Regions from separate parts of the Mus musculus genome. Here region 2 is linked to region 1. The links are chromatin contacts, called in public HiChIP or PLAC-seq maps. All regions are on one chromosome and are shown on one strand. The core of a region is the stretch at or near the end of the contact, and the rest is flanking DNA. Distances in the headings are between cores, read along the strand shown.

The links. HiChIP or PLAC-seq counts read pairs in DNA pulled down with a chosen protein or histone mark.
Region 2: an H3K27ac HiChIP or PLAC-seq map of microglia shows a contact between it and region 1, with 4 times the contacts expected there. The contact joins the promoter of Slc25a38 here to the promoter of Cx3cr1 in region 1. A contact is called at or near these places in 1 of 39 promoter capture datasets (macrophages), 8 of 115 datasets of contacts at active chromatin or transcription factors (CD8 T cells, the HPC-7 cell line, bone marrow-derived macrophages and 3 more) and 3 of 9 other capture datasets (adipose tissue, liver and pancreatic islet).

What each region holds. Positions count from the first base shown.
Region 1 is chr9:120,066,749-120,070,063 of GRCm38.p6, forward strand. Cx3cr1 (chemokine (C-X3-C motif) receptor 1) reads right to left here and starts at 1,548. Exons shown (of 2, transcript NM_009987.4): 1 at 1,457-1,548. It overlaps Gm33858 (a long non-coding RNA gene), which reads left to right. Exons shown (of 3, transcript XR_003948274.1): 2 at 1,347-3,141.
Region 2 is chr9:120,108,845-120,111,800 of GRCm38.p6, forward strand. It overlaps Slc25a38 (solute carrier family 25, member 38), which reads left to right and starts at 1,538. Exons shown (of 7, transcript NM_144793.2): 1 at 1,538-1,728. The coding sequence starts at 1,600.

The DNA of each region.
Region 1 (3,315 bases), core at 298-2,797:
CTCCTGGCCTGTTCTTATCGTTTCCTCCCTAAGACCACGACTCCTAGCTCAGATGTCTGTGCCCAAGTGTCTGAGCCATGGTTCTGAGCATTTATAAAACTGAAGAATGAGTTTGTGACAAGTTTATTATAAATGTAATAAATGTTCATTATGACTATTGAAGATGGTACCAAAAAAGCATTTAAAAGAGGGGGAGGGGAAGAGGAATCCTTAAAACTATCCAACTCTGCAGGTTTAGCATAGCACTCTTAGCTTTTTTGACACATAAATTTATATTTATAGTAAAAATGCTAACATCGTTTTGAACATTTATCACCACCACCACCACCACCACCACCACCACCACCAGCACCACCACTACCACCACCACCGTCATCACCACCACCGTCACCATCATCATTATTGTTGTTTTTAGAGGCAGGATCCCATAAAGTCCAGGCTGGCCTCAAAATTCTGCTTCACTGAGAAGAGTCTTGCACTTCCGACCTCCCGCCTTTTACCTCCAGGGTGCTGTGATCACAGTGTGTGCCACCAAGTCCAATTTTATTAGATGCTGAAGATTGTGCCCAGGGCCCAGGGCTCCTTGTGTGCTAGGCAAGCAACTCTATTTATATAACATTATTCTCTTTATATTCACAAGCCTATATACAATCAGGGGAGCCAGGCAATGGAGGCGCACGCCTTTAATCCCAGTACTGAGGGGGCAGAGGCAGGTGGATCTCTATAAGTTCAAGGCAAGCCTGGTCTACAGAATGAGTTCCAGGATAGTCACAGTTACACAGAAAAACCCTGTCTCAAAAAACCGGGGGGGGGGGGGGGGAAATCAAAGGAAACACCTGGCACCCGCCACTCAGCTCCAGGAATTATCAACTCCCAGTTAATATTTCATCTATGTCCTATTTCATGGCTGAATTAGATTATTCTGTTTCTATAGACATTCAAGTATGAGTCTCTGAAGATAAAAGCTCCTTTTAAAAAGAAATGAAAACCACAATCACTAGTTTTTATGGTTGGTGCTGTTTGTTTAAGGCGGTCTCACACAGAAGCCTAAACTGGCCTAGAGCTCATTAGCTAGCCTAGGCTGGTCTCAAACTTGTATCGATCCTCCTGCTTCACCTTCCCAAGTGCTGGGATTAGAGGCATGGATCAAAAAAGTCTGACTGGCAATCTGAATTGTGATCTTTAAGAATATCAATATTTCCAATTACCCAGATGTGATTTTATATCAAGGCCTTTTTTGGTAACATCTAATATAAACCTTTTTTTTCACATCCCTAAAATGTAATTACTAACTCCTCAAGTTACGAGCGTGCAAAAGGTCCTTTACTCTCCTGATTTATCTGCAGTATCCTCAGGAAAATAGACACGGAAGGCAAACAGCATCAGAAACCCTGTGACTGTGCCTGATTGACCCCACGCCCAGGTATGGGAGGAGTCTGGAGTCCGTGGTACTTACCTGAGCAGATGGGAAGGGAACTTCTGCAGGAAGTGCCAGTCACTCACCCAGTCTCACGCAGACTCCACCAGAGGCAAGTGCTTCCCTCTCTATGAGGGCATCTTTATTTTCGAAGTTAGCCAATAGCATCTGGTTTCCTGTGTGGTACCCTATCTTTAGATGCTGTGACAAGCAAGCTCAACGGGCTCAACGCTCCAGGCTGGGAACCAGCTGACCGCAAGAGAGCCTGCATTTCAAATCTAGGGGACTTGAGACTGGGGCAAACCTGGAGATTGCTGGGGACTGCTGGGGACTACTGGGGACTGTTGGGTGGCAGACCTGGGGATTGCTGGAGACTGTGTGGTGGCTGACCTAGGAATTACTGAGACCTAAGGTTTACAGGGGGCTGTGGGTTGGCAGACCTGGGGGTGGATGGATATTATTTATTCCTAGTGAGATGGCAGTCTGTAGCCTCGGAGTCCAGCAGCACACAAGTCAGGTCTCAAGCTCTCCTTAATAGGGGTCTCAGGCAAGCTGTGAGGGCCCCTCTGCTTTCCAGTGTTCTTAGGAAGCCTCTGGTACCCCCTGTGCAGCACTGGGCCCAGGTTCGCTGACCACTGACCATATCACAACTCTTGGGAGTTCTCAGGAGCCTGCTTTGTCCAGTGAGGTAGGAACTAAAAGCTCCAGTTGCTCTCCAGCTGTTCACATTTGAGGAAGCCTCGGTTAGTTCCCTTTCTCCTTCCTTCTGGCCTCCCTGTCTGTTCTTCTTTCCCTGCAGGAGAGATTCACAGAGAGCCAGCAGATCCTCACAGGCTCGCAGACATTGGCCCTTTCCCGTTGCCCCAGCAGCTAAGTCAGGGGCTACTCAGCTTCCCCTGGGGCTCAGCTCCTCACCCCGATCCTGTCCCCACTTCAGCTCTTGTTTTTTTGGCTTTTATTTGTATGAATTCCTTGGGAACTTCACATGTATTTCGATCACAATCCCTCCTCTACCCCTCTCCTCCCAGAACCACCCCCATCCTATTCCAGCTCACCGACTCCGTGTCCTTATTCATTTCTGCTAAACTTTTTGTTTTCGAGCTTTCTTTTTAATTATGTATATGTGCCCAGGGAGGCTAGAGAACTCAGATCTCCCTGTGGCAGTCGTGAGTTGCCCATCACTATAGGTGCTGGGAGTCGAACTTGTGTCCTCTGCAAGAGCAGTGTGTGCTCTTAGCCACCGAGCCATTTCTTCAGCCCCCTGGCTTTGTTTTTGTTTGTTTTGTTGTTGAGATAGGTCCCACACATCCTGGGCTGGACTTTAAATAGCTATGGGGTTAAAAAGACCTTGAGCCTTTCATCCTCCTGCCTCCACTGCCCAAGTCTGGGATGCTCCACCGTTTATGAGGGGCTGGGGATGGAACTCAGGCTAGTCTAACATTTTGCCATCTGAGCTGTATCCCCAGGGCATTCAAGCTCTTCCTCGTGTTCCTGTCTGGAATCTGGCTGAGAATCTCCTACTGTTGCTGTCAACCAATCTCATCCGTGTCTGTTTCCCACACAACTCCACCTTCAGCTGGGGCCTGAGGGTACCCTGTGCCCACCACTCCCTTCCCATCCATCTTATTCATCTCACCATCCGGCCATCTACCCATGTGCCAGAGAGGACCCCGAGTCGTAGCATCACAGACTTAGCACTCTCGGAGGCTCCTCTCTTCTGTCTGGTGAGCATGTTCTCAGCACCATGGCTTCTTTTTACTTCCCACTGCATTCTATCCGCTTCCTCTTCTCCAGCACACACATCCCCTGGCCTGTGCATGCCTTTCCTCCCTGCCTCACCTGCTGTGGGCTGACAAGCCAGCCTGTCCTGCTCATGGATGCCGCAGCAGGTGAGCTCT
Region 2 (2,956 bases), core at 288-2,787, 42 kb after region 1:
AGAGAGACTCAACGATCATTGATCAGCCCTTGCACACTGCTGAGGTTTCCTCATTGCACGAGGTAGGGTGATCATGATTTGCCCTTCTAAATCCTTCTTGATCGTTTTGTGCTGAGGAAGTGCAAGACTAGATCATCGGATTAGGCCTTTTTCTATTAAATAAAAAAGGGGGAGATGTGGGAAGCCAATAAACACCATTACAAGATGGCGCTGGTTTCAATAAGCTGACGCCCATGAATATGGGTAAACAACCAATGTGTGCATGTTCAGTAGAGTTTTTTTGCTGAGTCACGACCTGGCCCCGAGGCATGTAAATGAGGTACTGAAAGCATAACCAATTGGGTGTAGACATGCCTGTCCTAGGCCTATATAAGCAGCACTGGTTTTTTGGGCTCGGGGTCTTTCGCTTTTGCTTTCACTATCAAGCTCTCCCAATAAACGTGTGCAGAAGAATCCTGTTGTGGCGTCCTTCTTGCTGTCGAGTCGGGCGTCTACAAACACCTTTAATCCTAGCATTTGGGAGGCAGAGGTAGGTGGATTTCTGAGTTCAAGGCCAGCCTGGTCTACAGAGTGAGTTCCAGGACAGCCAGGGCTATATAAAGAAACCCTGTCTCAAGAAAAAAGAAAAACCTTGTCTTGAAAAACTAAACAACAGAACAAAATAAACATATAAAAAGCATAAAGACAAGGCTTGAGAGCCTGGGTTAGAGCACTTGTAGAGGACCTGAGGTTGGTTTCCAGCACCCAGACAGGGCAGCTCAGGACTGCCTGTGAGCTTCTGGCCTCTGCAAGAAGCTACATTCACACGTACATACCCACACATACAACTAAAAATAAGTCAGGCATGGTATACACGCCTTTAATCCCAGCACTTGGGATTAAAGAGGCAGGTGGAGCTCTACGAGTTCAAGGTCAGCCTGGTCTCCACACAGAGAGACACAGGGGTAGCTAGTGAGTTCCAGGTAGCCAGGGCTATACAGAGAAACCCTGTCTTGAAAAAATAAAAATAAAGAAAACAAAAAAGAAGAAATGTGAATTGTATTTTTAAAAATTTGTGTCTAAAGAGAAGGCATTCATCCTGCTTCAGTTCTTTTTCTTTTCTTTTCTTTCCTTTCCTTTTTCTTTTTCTTTTTGAGACAGGGTTTCTTTGTATAGCCCTGGCTGTCGTGGAACTCTGTAGACCAGGCTGGCCTTGAACTCAGAAATCTGCCCGCCTCTGCCTCCCAAGTGCTGGGATTAAAGGCGTGTGCCTCTACTGCCCGGCGGTCCTTCAGCTCTTAAATAAATTAAATACAATTAAAACTCAGCCAGTCACCCATTTCAAAAAGCGCTTTAAGAATAAATAAATAAATAAATATATTTAATAAGAAAAATATTTAAAAAAAAAAAAGCGCCGAGCAGAAGGCTCTGCAACTGAGAATCACGGACCCTGCAGTTTTAAGTGCAGCCACCAGGTGGCGATGAGATCTCGTCGCCGGATACGCTATGTCACCGGAAGCGGGATCTCACCTTTTTCCTTCTGCTTTCCCCTCCCCCGGAAACATCGAGCCGCTTGTCTCGGGTAATGAGACCTGAGGCCGGGCGGGCAGGCGGGGAGGGATGGGCGTGAGCGCGGAGCCCCGGAGCCTCTCAGTCGCCGGGGCCGGGCTCGCGTCCCCAGTGATCGAGAAGGCACGCTCGGCGCTGCTGCAGTCGCAGGATGTAGAGGACACGGTGGAGACGCTCATGGTGAGTTCGTGGGAGCAGGGGGACCGGGACGGGAGCGGCATTGTGGGGCAGGGGACAGTGCTTCGAGAACATTCTAGTTCTAGAATATTCTAACGGCAACTGATGAGAGCGCCTCGGGGCACCTCGAGCCGCCCGCCGCAGGACACCTTCCCTGACCGGCTTCCCTGCAGGCTTCTGCCTTAGCTTTCGGGGTTCACCAAGGCCACGCCCTTCCGTCGGGTTGGCTGCGCTGCCGGGCTGCCATTGGTGGAGACGGGGGCGGGGCGGGGCGGAGTCTCTTGCTGCCAACCATAAACGGAGGTGGGGCTGTGCAGGGCGGGCCCGGGCTGGGATGTGCCTCAGTGGGGCGAGGATGCATGGCTTTGGGGGATGAATATCTTTTAAAAATTCTTGTTTTTTTGAGTCGGGGCCTCACTGTGTTTCAGATAGGGCTGAAACTCGCTATTTAAACCAGGCTGGCTCCGAAGTGCTAAAGGAGTGTGCTCCCCTATGTCTGGAGCTTTTTGGAAGTCTTTAAAAGATAACCGCTGTGGCTCCCAGGACCATGTCTTTCAAAACTGCATACTTTTTTTCTCTCTGGCCCGCCATCTTTCCCTTTTTGATGTGTGTTGGACGTAGACATTTTGTTGTTTTTCTTTTTGCTGTGGGGTGGTAGAAATTGTGGTACTATTTGGCTGTTGAAATGCTGCTTACTCCCATCGTGTTTTGCGTAGTACGATTTGCTCATTGTGCTTTTAGTGTTTATTTTTATCTATGTGTGTTGGGGGTAGGTGCACAAGAGTGCAGATGCCGAAGAAGGCCAAAAGAGAACGTTGGTATCTCCTGGAGCTGGAGCTGTGAGCACCCCTTTCTGTATGGGTGCTGGGAACCTTATGGTCCCTCTGGAAGAATACACTTTGGACTAGTCTCTAGCCCTTACTGGTTGTTTTGATCTATTCTCACACTTAAAAAATTGGAATATTCAGCTTTCTTTAAGTCGTGTATAATAAGGTATGCTACTAAAATAAATCGAAACTTGAAGTTGGAGGTGTGGCCTTTCAGGAAAGCACCTTCGTCTCCATCACTATAAGAAAACTAAGCTCGCTGGGTGGTGGTGGCACACATCTTTAATCCCAGCACTTGGGAGGCAGAGGGAGGTGGCCAGCCTGTTCTACAAAGTGAGTTCTGGGACAGCCAGGGCTATAAGAGCACCGACTGCTCTTCCGAAGGTCCTGAGTTCAAATCCCAG